2 separate regions of the Oryctolagus cuniculus genome follow, and region 2 is linked to region 1. The links are chromatin contacts, called in public Micro-C maps. All regions are on one chromosome and are shown on one strand. The core of a region is the stretch at or near the end of the contact, and the rest is flanking DNA. Distances in the headings are between cores, read along the strand shown.

Region 1 (6,112 bases), core at 2,940-5,439:
TCCAAACAGGATGCACATAAAAGAGCAAGTTCAACAGTCCCATCTCCCTGAATCTTCAGATTCCTCTGTTTAAGTATATCCGAGACATTCTGGTATCTCATCATAGAGAATGTAAGCTATTATTAGGAATACGTTCAAGTAACCCAGGTGAAAGAACTAAATGTTCAAGTCTATACATCAATTTTGAATCTTGGGTAAGTATTTGGCAAGATTCTCTAACTTCTCTTCTCCAAGAGCAGACTTGTACTCCCATCAGGGCTATGCCGAAACTCTAGCTAACTCTTGTTCAAAGTTCCCAGCTTCCTTCATATCTGCTCAAATATATCTATCACATGCCACAGGGTCCCAGAAGTTCACCCCCAATGCTCTTACTTTAGTAGAACAGAACTAGTCTCTCATTTCATTAACATTGCAATTTTGTAGCCTTCACCTGGGTTTTACCTTCAGTCACAAATGCCCAGCAGCTGCAGGAGAAGATGAATTTCTTCAAAGAGACCAAAGAAGTTTTCTCATGCCTTAAGTCTGGAACTCAAGACTCTCCGTTTTGTCTTGACACCACTGTCCTAGCAGCTCAGTACTGGCGACTGATCTTCCAACCCTGTGCCCCCGCTGGCATTCCATCTCGTGCCACTACTCATAGTTATTGGAATAGTGGTGATGCCACTCCATGCTATGCAATACCCCTGGTTCCATTTTCCTTGACAAGTTACCCAGTTCATCATCAGGTACGTGATAACATACCAGAAAGCCATTTCAAGGGTCTTTTTTTCTGAGACTACTTCCAATTTCTACAACTGAATCAATCACAGTTCTGGGAAGAAAAACCACAGAAAGATGACCTGGTCAAAGGAATATTTGTATAAACGAGAACAGGGGTAAGGCAACCCACACGGGATGTGAAGGACCCTGAGACAGCAGCAGTGAGAAGCCATTATCCGTGTTTCCTTGCAGGTGCAAAAGGAAGAAGTTTACTGGAATCCTACACCAGCGACACAGCTGTAGGACAGGACCACAGTTGGGCACTTTGGCTTCTTCTGCCCACAGCACTAGTATTCTTGGGGTACAGGCAAACTTTAGGCACCGCTTCTGAGCACAGTATCTATTACAATATGAAGAAACTGATAATGAACAGCATAAGATTATTTGTAACTCTTTATCTTCTCTTAGCTATTGAATTTACAAACAACCAACTTGTGGGCAGAATATAGAACCCTTCTACCAATTCTTTATAAGCTTTAATATAACAACCTGAGGACAAAGGTTAATAGAAACAGCTTCTTAACATATCTTAAGATCAATTCAAGCTGGATAAAAAAAGGGATGCGCCTGGCTTTCCTCACCTCTTCTGTTTAAAACTCCCATCATAATGACCTGATACTGACTCTGAATGAGATCCATGCTCTACTGCTATGCAGAATAGAATACAATTGTTCTCTATTTTGGATACCTGGTTCTTGCCTCAACAGAAAAGTGGCCCTAAGTAGTAACAGAAAGAAGAGTTTAATAATAATTATTTGAAAAATCCAACATTTAATTCATTTAATAAATCTATAGAGCAGTCAATTGAATCACAGTTACATCTGTCAAGTAGTTTTGTTCCAAGACTCATCGGCTTATCTTGCTTAAACTTATATGTTCCACAGACTAAAACTACTGTTCATATGTTCTGTCCTATCACACACTTAAAGATTTTAATTATCCATTTTCTCTTGGATAGTAAATTGTGAACCTCAGCTTTATAGAAGACTTAAAAATTTACGTCCCTTTTTTGTTTAGCCTTTATAAAACCAGAATTTAAACTAATACAGCCACTGATTACAGTTAGCATGCTATTGCCGAACTTTGAAAGAAGGGAAAAATACTGTGAAGTACAGAGCAAACCAGGATAGTTATATTTAAACAAAACTGGAAAATATTTGCATATCAGATAACATGAAGACACTAAAACTACATGATAATTAGGTTGGGCTGATGGACCTACCAAGCATTACTTCCTCTTACTCAATACTCTGTCATTATAAAATTTTAAGTTCTTAAGAAACTGTCCTATTACGGACAGTGATTTATTATTACATAAACTTAAACCTTAAAATTAAATGCTTAATTGTTTAAGTTACAAAATTAAATTTACTGTGTTTAATGAAAACAAATATGAATTCTCTTTCCAACCACGTAATGTTAAATCCACCAGCTATGACTTCACTGATCTTATTAAAATTAACTCAACCAGGACCAAAAAAAAATCCTTCAGATTCTTTTGGAGTTAGTAGGAGTGAATGTTTTTCCCCTTAGCACCAGTTGTGGTACAAGAAAAGTAATGACTATAGCAGGCACATTTTTTAAACTACCATGTGAAATCTTGACTTTTTCCATGCTATCTGCCTCTAAGCTGATGGCCAAAGTGTATGGATCTGCCATTACTGGTAGCATAAAATATCTGCACTCCAGGGTTTTGCTGAAGCCCCAACCTCAAACTTTTATGGCCTAATTTATTTAAACCTTGTGTTTCAAGAATAACATGCTTAAAGGATTGTCAGATGGGTATTCACCTTGTCTCAAACTGAGCATTCAGAGTTTCTCCTTCTATTTTTTCCGCAGCCTTAACATCAGGAAACGATGTGCCTCTCTTGATCAGCGGGCTCATCTGATCTCAAAACAGTACAAAAATTCTCTGCTGCAGCCAATTTGTTGCCTTGCTCAGATGTCCTATCTTCCCTCTTTTTAACTTCAGAGCAGTTTCTTCACTTACTTTTTGTCCTACGGTTTAAATTTTCTGTGTGCTGCCTCAGATTCTCTGTGGACTAATACAGGTCTAAGAAAGAAGAAACGAATTTCTTACTAGAGAAAGAATCAACGTATCAGGCCAGATTTTCTTTTAAAAAAGAAGTCAATGACAGTAAACAAGTACTAAGACACCAACAGAACATTTGAAGAGATTTTTGAGTCATCGAAGTCAGAATATGTGCCCACCAAAACGAGTGCCAAGAAGCTCTGAAAGAAAGAACTGTTCTTCAACGATTTTTTCAATGCAGCAAACACACGGGCTTTGTCCATGGAGCATGTTATGTCTGGGCTTACTTATGTGCCCTAAATAACTGCCTTTGTGTGCAAAGCCCAAGAAAATCCATGTATCCCCTGTCCTGTAGAAGCCTTGATTTACTTTCTACATCATACAACTGGTTTCAACGACCAACAATCAGGCACCTACTTCCCAGGAACAGGGTTGAGGTGGGTGCTAAACGCCACGTGCCAACATCTGCAATTACTCTTTGGCGATTTTCCGGTCACTAAGAGCGCTGCCTGTTATCTGGCTCTTCTGTTATAAACCTCTGCTGGGTTCACGGAATAACTTCTGCAGCATACAGAAAGCTGGCAACTGAATCTCTATCTCCCAAGCCAGACTGGAACCGAAACTGCAAAAAACAACTTGTGAGAAAACACCGGCCCAATGACGTCCCTGGCTGCCTATTCCATGTTCTGCGCGCTGCCAAGTAGTTTTAACCTCTCACAGTTGATAACCCTCTTCACGACGTTGCGAAGTGCTGTACCAACACTTTCTAGGGTGTCAGATGGAAAACACCTTATCCTCTTCAAAACTGCAGATGTTGCCAAACACCAACTCCTGTCCCAGATGGCATCCAAGCGGGAGAACCAGAACCAGGCTCTGTGGACCCTGACTTGGTCGGAGCCCTCTCCCCCACCCCCCTGCAGAACTCCTGCAGCCACGAGATATGCGACAACCCAGGGCTGTGCCCAAAAGGGTGACGGGGGCCGGGCGCAGCCTCCTGGGGCGGCAGGCTTTTAGCAACGGCTCAGAAAAGCTCAGCACCAGACAGGTTGTGCAGGTGTGCGGTGCAACCTCAAACTGGCACCACTGGGAATGCTTTGCAAAACAGGAAGGTGCAGTAGGGCGTGCCGCGGCTCGGCTAACTCGGCCCTCCCCGGCGCCCCACCGCCAGGTTACCCCTGGCCCGGTGCCCTCAACGTACCTTTTCCGGGTTGAACGTGGAGGGCTGCCTGCCCCCTCTCTCTCGTGCCCACCCTTCTCCCTGCACCCGTCACCGCCCAGGTTTACCTGACGATTCTGGGGACGGTTTAACGGAGGCCCGTCGGCCCCCGAGTGCCGTGCTGTGCGGGTCTCCGGCGGCAGGAGCGAGCGAGCTAGGCCCTGGAAGGACGCGCCGGGCTAGGGGGGCGCGGCGGCGCGGCCGGGAGGGTGTCGTGTCCTCCGCCGGCCTCAGGGCGGCACTCTGGTCCCGCGGCCGGCGCGCTCGGGCGGGCCGCTGGGCGCCGACCCACGCTGGCCGGGAACGTGTCTCCCGGTGACGCAGCCCCGGGTGGGGAACGTGGTGCGGCGGCGGCGGCGGCGGCGACTGTACGCGCCTCGGCCGCCTCCGAGAGGGCGCGCGGTGCGGGCGAGCGGGCGGGCGGGCGAGCGGGCGGGCGGGCGGCGACGGCTGCGGCGAGAGACCCGGAGCGGCCGCCGGGGCCGGGGAGCAGGACGCGGGCGCCGTTGAGGGAGTGGGCACCCCGGCTCGGCGCTCAACAAAGAGTGGGGCCGCCCCCCTCAGGTACCCAGCCGGCCCCGGGCTCCGGCGGGCGGGGGAGGCCGGGCCGGGCAGTTCGCCGGCGGCCGGGGAGTGGGGGAAGGGCTGTGGCCCGAACGGGGCCGCGAGGCGCCGGGAGCCCTTCCAGGCTCGCTTCCTCAGGGCCCCGGGCGGGACGGAAGGAAAGGGGCTGGACCACGGGGGCGCGGGGCCGCGTGGGGGTCGCAGCCGGCGACGCTGACCCGCCTTCGCGCGTCCCTCGTGCAGGCGGAGCTGCGGGCGGAGGCTCCATGTTGGGAAGCGGCGGCGCTCGCCCTCGTTAGCGGGAATCGGGGCGCGCCGCGGGCAGAGCCGGCGGGAGCCGGGCCCGGAGCGAAGATGGAGGCCCCGCTGCGGCCTGCCGCGGACATCCTGAGGCGAAACCCGCAGCAGGACTACGAGCTCGTCCAGAGAGTCGGCAGCGGCACGTACGGGGACGTCTATAAGGTGAGGCAGGCCGGGCCGCGGCCGCCGGGCTCCGGCCGCTTTCCGGCCGGGGGGAGGATGCTCTTATTGTTGCATCTTGGAGAGGAAGCGGCCAGGGTCCCTCTCCCTGCGTTCGGAGCACCCTCGAATCCCTTGCTGGTTCTCGGCGCCGCCAGCAAGCAGAGCTAACCACATCGTCGCAAACCACTCTTAACCTTTTTTGTGGTGTAAAGACTTTCAAAAGTTTATTTCTGGTTTTGAAGCGACTTTGAATCAGCTATGGAGTTGTCCGGTAGAATATTCTAGTGTCAGTGTGGAAAACCTGGAAGACAGTAGCAGAGAATATTGACGTTCAGGCATTACAAAAAAAAAATTAATGGATGAGCTTGGCCAATATAAGTTTTTTTGTTGTTGTTGTTGTTAATGGTCCTGTGAAACCTGTTTCTTAATTCTAGCTGTAAGCAGTCAAGTGTTGGGTGAAAATGATGTGTTTACAAACATTACTCCATGCAGAAAAGATAAGCTTTCCTGGCATAAGTTTGATGGTTTGTGTCTGGTTGGTGATTCAAAACCTACCATTAACTTGCTGGGTTTTTTCCTGCATTAGCACTTTCTCTGTTTGGGGTTTATAACATCCCATAACCACAAGTGGATAAGATCTACAGGTTGTGTTTGTGTGTGTGTCTGTGTTCACGCGTGTGCGTGCACTCTCCAGCCAGTGCGCTTTCTGTTAATTTAAAACAAATGATGAGAACGAATTCCTCTTAATTTAGGATTTAAAAAACGTGGTAGAAAAGCAAACCAGTTGCCCAAGTACACTATGTTCCTGAAGAATCCAGAGGAAAGAGATTGTTGGAGATTGCCTTAGGCTTTTTGTTCTCTGTTCCAAAAAGGAAGCATTAATGTAACTCATGAGTATTAAGGGAAGTTCCTCTACTTTTTGCAACAGCTTCTTGGTTTATTGGATTTGGTCATAGTTTAAGAGTATGTACACCATTCTTTCAAACCACAGGCCTGCACATAGTTGAAATGACTGTATCGTGTGGGTAATTAACTGGTAGATGCCTCTGGGGGGGGGGTCGCTTGTTTTGCACAGGTGG
Region 2 (6,207 bases), core at 3,429-5,928, 390 kb after region 1:
AGTTTATATGCTGCTTTGTTCAGTCAAGTAATGAGGGCAGGGGTACAGAGACAGATTTACCCAGTGCTGTTCTAGAAGAGCAAGGAACTTTCTTTTCAGCAGCTTCTGGAAAGCTTTGAGATTTTGCTGGTATCTGAATTAAGTCACATGTCTACACTTAAACCAGTCACCCTGGGTGTTGGAATGAGATTGCTAATTAAGCCTCATCTCCAGAGCTAGAACTAAAGAGTAAAGTTAGCTTTTCCTGAAGCACATGATAAAAATCTGGTAACGTTAAAAAAAAGTGAGGACATGAGGCCTGTTCTTGGGTGGGATAGGGTGCACTGGACAGGATTGGCTGACTAACCTGAATAGGACAGATTTCATCACCACCACCACAAGGAGCTCTCACAAAGAACAGAGGATGCTGGTTCGGCATGAGGAACATATCCATAGCAGGGGGTGCTCTGCCTTGCCTCCCCATGCATACTTCACAGGCATCCTTTTTGTGTTAGCTGCTGGCCCGTGCGTCAGAGTTAACTGCAGAGTCACATGATCAGGACAGAGGTTTTTGCCATGGAGTAATGAGTTTGGTATCTCTACTTGGATGTCTCATAAGAAGTTCACTTAGCAGGCTTAAAATTAAACTCATCAACTTAATTCCCTGCTAGCTTCTATGAACCCAATCTCAGTATGATGACAAACAAGACATAGTTCCTGCCTTTTATAATGTCTGTGTTATATATGAACAGGGACTTGAACTGTAATTACAGTTTTTAATAATTATATGAAATAGATAAAAGAAATCAAAATGAAAGTAATTCTTATTCTTTGGTTGACCTGTTTAGTAGTAATTTCCTCTAACCCTTTATTATTTCATAAATTTCCTTTTGTTATTAAATAACATATACATTATCAATGAGGGACTGGCAAAGAGAAAGTTATATGAAACAAACCTACTTTATGGTCCCCCATATGGAGGTTTTCTTATTTTCGTGGTAATGCACCTAAGGCACCTCATTGTAATACATGATACCTCAGCAATACATGATCTCTTCTTAGGATGTTTTTTCTGGAAGCAACCACAGCATATATAAACATTTTTGTTTTTGTGTAATGTTTTAGATATCTATTGCAAAGGCGGGGAAACTTTTTTCTGCCAAGGACCATTTGTATATTTATATCATTCACAGGCCATATAATATTATCAACCTAAAAATTATCCTGCTATAGATTTTTTGAACTTTTAAATGCTGCCTGTGGTTGCCTTGGCAGGGCCAGAGCTAAAGATTTCATGCACGTCAGGACCGGGTGTTCCCTACCCCCCAATCTGTGATATCTGCCATGTATCAGGCACTAATAGGTGCCACAGGTGCCACACGCTACCATTTATTGGGGGCAGGGTGAGGGGATAAACCGAAAGTCTAAAAGACAGTAATAGCAATAATAGTCTGACAAATGCTATTACAAAAGGGATCACAAATTACAATGAATTGTGTTTATCCTAATCTTTTTCTCCTCTAGAGTCCTTCTTCAGTTCCTGTGGTAGTTTACATAAATTAAGTGAAGAGCCACTGATTCCTCCCCCTCTTCCTCCTCGAAAAAAGGTTGATCACGATGTGTCAAATTCCAAGGTAATCACCAGGACATTGATTTACCTCTATTTACTCAAAGTTGTGGATCTTCTAAATAGTGCTCTTTCTTATACGGAGTCTGCCAGTTATATTTTGGCTATCCTTTATGTTTTTTCAACATTTATGTTGTTATGTTTGGAAAATATTTAGTTGTTCAATCCTCAGGAAAAAAATAAGAGAGTGGGTAAATGACAGATACTGAGTACATTTTATTTCTGGTACAGACGGAAAGAACTTTAGTATTTAAAGAATTCCTCAAATTTGAATTGGTGCTTCTCAAACTTAAGTGTGCATTAGTCACCTGGAAGGCTTGTTAAAACCAGATTGTTGGCCGGCGCCGCGGCTCACTAGGCTAATCCTCCGCCTTGCGGCGCCGGCACACTGGGTTCTAGTCCCGGTCGGGGCGCCGGATTCTGTCCCGGTTGCCCCTCTTCCAGGCCAGCTCTCTGCTGTGGCCAGGGAGTACAGTGGAGGATGGCCCAAGTGCTTGGGCCCTGCACCCCATGGGAGACCAGGAGAAGCACCCGGCTCCTGCCATCGGATCAGCGCAGTGCGCCGGCCGCAGTGCACCGGCCGTGGTGGCCATTGGAGGGTGAACCAACGGCAAAAGAAGACCTTTTTCTCTGTCTCTCTCTCTCTCACTGTCTACTCTGCCTGTCAAACAACAACAACAACAAACCAGATTGTTGAGCCCCACCACCAGAATTTCTGATTCAGTGGGTTTGGGGTAGAGCCCAAGAATTTACTTTTCTGGTAAGTTCCCTACTGGTACTGTTGGTTCAGGCCCTGGATCACACTTTCAGATCTACTGCTCTGAGCCTCACTGGGCAAGTAGAAGTAGATGCCTGGTAAGCAGAAACTGGATGTTAAGACTCCGACATTACGTCCTTTCCTGTCTATAAAACTGTGTGTTATTTTCACTTACTTATCACTGTAATTCAAATAAATAAACTTCTACAATGTAAGACCAGCAAAATAACCTGAGGATTTATGTTCTGTTATCCATTTATTTATTTATATTTTTAAAAATTATTTGGATTTTAACAGATTCAAATATAGTTCATAGATACAGCTTGTATAATGATATTCTCTTCTTCCTTTCATGTTTCTTCCTCCCACTCTCCCTCCCTCTCCTTTTCTAAGTTTTCAATTTAAATATCTCATATAAAAATATTAAATTGAACCCTGAATTCATCTGGGAGGAATTTACTCATAAATATGATAATTAAATCAGATTGATCCATTCTGAGCCTCTGGATTTAACTTGATACAGCATCCTTTAAATTTTTATTACAAAATTTTCAGGAGAACAGAAAAGTAGCTTACTTACTTTATTTTTTCTTGAGGGGAATATGAAATCTGATGATGACCCTCCTGCTATTCCACCGAGACAGCCTCCTCCTCCAAAGGTAAAACCCAGAGTTCCTGTTCCTGCTAGTGCATTTGATGGACCTCTGCACAGCCCACCTCCACCACCGCCAAGAGATCCTCTTCCTGATACCCCTCCACCGGTTCCCCTTCGGCCTCCAGAACACTTTATCAACTGTCCATTTAATCTTCAGCCTCCTCCACTGGGACATCTTCACCGAGATCCAGAGTGGTTCAGAGACGTTAATACATGTCCGAATTCACCAAGCACTCCTCCTAGCACTCCCTCTCCAAGGGTACCGCGTCGATGCTATGTTCTTAGTTCTAGTCACAATAATCTTGTTCATCCTCCAGCTCCACCTGTCCCTCCAAGGCAGAATTCAAGCCCTCACCTACCAAAACTGCCACCAAAGACTTACAAACGGGAACTTTCGCACCCTCCGTTGTATGGACTGTCTTTGTTAGAAAATGCAGAAACTCCTCAATGACCTTAGCCATATGTAGTCATTGACACTGGAATAGTATTTGTAAAGTTTTTTTTTAATTTATTCAAAAAAGGCATAGTATTTTAGTACTATTTTGTAATGCTTTTACAAAAATGCTACTGATCAAATAAGCTTTTAAGAATTGGAAAAATAAAAATTCAAAAGTCGTGCACCATTTTCCTCAGGTGGTCAGTAGCATTGCCTTGTCTTGGATCCTCAGTGCTGCCAAAAGGCCAGTATAATGAATTTATAATTGCACTGTAGACTCTGCTAAAATATGATTTAAAGTGACATTGATTGCACTGAAAAGGGATAGTGCTTTTGTGGAATTTTTCAAATTTGAGTAATAGCTGCCTTTTTAAGGCAATGAATTTACATAAACATGGAAGCTAATGGTGTTACTGATTTTTAAACCTCTTTGACCATCTTCTAGTTTTTACTTCTAGTTTTTACATCTAGGAGAATTGTGAATAACACCCACAGTTCTTAAACTGTTTAATGCCATGTCTTAAATGCCAGTATTTGCTGCTGAAGACAAAAATGAAAAGTAGGATGAAAATAATAGAATGCACTGTTTATTATTTTGTCAGATGTAAGCAAGGACTACATAACCCGATCATAGAGGAGAAAGGGCATGTATCTCACTCAGATGTGCCTTTGTTTTTGGCAGACTACGGTGTCTTTAGCTCATCAGTTGCCTATTGTTTTGGAAAACAAATATGCCATCAATGTACAGTTTTGTTTATATTGTATATTTAAAGATAATGCTAATAACCTATATAAATTTCAGTGACTTGAGGACTATAATACAATCTGCTACTTTACTAATGCGTAAATTCAGAGGAGAAACTTCTTATGGCATAGGAACCAACCGCCTTGCCTTCAAAACCTAGTAACCGTCTCTGTAAATCTCCTGTTAACTGAAATGTTTTAAAAAAATTTTTTAGATTGGTAATATTTAAACCAGCAAATACTTAAAGCTTTATTAAACTTTTTAATCAGAGGAGTGACACTTTTTTTTTTTTTGGTATTTGTACACCCTCATTGGAAGTGATGAAAAGCATATTGCGGACAGTGCTGTAGCAGCAATTGTAAAGTAGCCCAAAGCCACGTTGTTTATTTACTGGTCTGTGGCCTTTTACTGTGCTTTGTATCAGAGTTCTTAACAAGATTAATAAATCACCCAGTCTTAATTTTTAAAAGGCTTTTAAAATACGTGTTTTTATTATAAGAAACCAAGGAGAGATTGAATCCTGTAGATTCATACACACGTTATTTTGTTTTGTGCAACACATCACATAATCCCAAAGAATTTAACTGACGTAAACTCTAGAGGAATAACTGCCTTCACTGTTAAGCCCAAACGACAAGCTTCAGCAACGTTTGTACGCATTCCTGTGAAAACCGGGAGCCAGCAGGCGAGGAGACTCGGGATCACAGCCGTCTTTGGTTGGATCTTGGAAGTTGCCTGAACTTAAGGCGGTGACCACCGTGCGAATCCGTCTCCATCCATACAGAAACAATGTGAAGTTTCCTTTGTTTTATTACAGGCGGGTTATCGCACTCGGTTTTTCTGGAAAAGAGATTTCTGCTGACTAGGGGTTGGGGAGGCGGGGCATAGCGCTCGGTCCCGCCCACGTAACGGTGCCCCCGCGGCTTTGGGAACTCGCGCACGCGCCGTGGCACCATGCGGCCAGCTCCGCCACTCAGGGCGGGGCCGCGGGGCGTGCGCGTGGGTGTGACGTCACTGCATGCGCCGCATCCTGTGGTTTGGCTGCGATGGCGGCAACTGCGGAGACGTCGGAGGAGGACCCACTACGGAGCTTTGTGCGAGTTTTGGAGAAGCGGGATGGCACGGTGCTACGCCTGCAGCAGTATAGCTCCGGTGGCGTGGGTTGCGTTGTCTGGGACGCAGCTATTGTCCTTTCTAAATACCTGGAAACACCCGGGTTTTCTGGCGACGGGACGCACCTGCTGAGCCGGCGGTCGGTCCTGGAACTGGGCTCAGGCACCGGAGCCGTGGGACTCATGGCCGCCACCCTAGGGTAAGCGCTGGCGGCGGGGTGCAGCCCGGTGCCCACTGCGCAGCCTGTGCCTAGTCCTCATCGACGTTGTTTTGTAGGGCACATGTTGTAGTCACCGATCTTGAGGAACTGCAGGACCTGCTGAAGATGAATATTGACATGAACAAGCATCTTGTCACTGGTTCTGTTCAAGCCAAGGTACTGAAATGGTTTGTATGGCCTTTCAGCTTGTTTTAAGATAGCGATCTGTAGCCTGCCTTTAAATTGCTTTTCACCGAAAGGGTGGTTAATACGAAGGGGAGTTTCCAGTTCTTTTATTATAAGACAAGAGTATGGTACATGATTCAAGCAACAATTAAAATATTTGTTTGACGTTTTTAAGGGGGGAAGAAATAGAAGACTTTCCTTCGCCACCAGACTACATACTGATGGCCGACTGCATATACTATGAAGAGGTAAGCATTCAGTGAGCGAAGTCTCCTCCTTGAGATGAGCTGTATTTCGTGGATTCTAAAGCACACGTTTCTTCACATTTTAGCGTCTCTGAGTTCAGACTGTGTTATAGTGGATGATGCAGTGAAGAGATGATAGAAGTCACCAGGGACGCATGATACACCCCCCGTGATTAAAATAAGGGCCCGTGAAGCATGTTGAGAAAGGTGTAAAATCGCTTTTGTAAACTTTTTGAAGAATTTTGCCATTTGTGAAATGAAAAGC

The links. A called contact is a pair of places that touch in the nucleus more often than the background predicts.
Region 2: a Micro-C map of ear pinna shows a contact between it and region 1, with 14 times the contacts expected there. The contact joins the promoter of VCPKMT here to the promoter of ATL1 in region 1. A contact is called at or near these places in 2 of 6 Hi-C or Micro-C datasets (ear pinna and an unstated tissue).

Annotation. Positions count from the first base shown.
Region 1 is chr12:25,607,228-25,613,339 of mOryCun1.1, forward strand. ATL1 (atlastin GTPase 1) reads right to left here and starts at 4,190. Exons shown (of 15, transcript XM_017348282.3): 1 at 4,076-4,190. It overlaps MAP4K5 (mitogen-activated protein kinase kinase kinase kinase 5), which reads left to right and starts at 4,432. Exons shown (of 32, transcript XM_051822833.2): 1 at 4,432-4,571; 2 at 4,815-5,033. The coding sequence starts at 4,926.
Region 2 is chr12:25,995,626-26,001,832 of mOryCun1.1, forward strand. VCPKMT (valosin containing protein lysine methyltransferase) reads left to right here and starts at 4,679. Exons shown (of 6, transcript XM_051822818.2): 1 at 4,679-5,511; 2 at 5,589-5,699; 3 at 5,873-5,945. The coding sequence starts at 5,246. SOS2 (SOS Ras/Rho guanine nucleotide exchange factor 2) reads left to right here. Exons shown (of 23, transcript XM_002718299.5): 22 at 1,504-1,613; 23 at 2,960-4,668. The coding sequence ends at 3,469.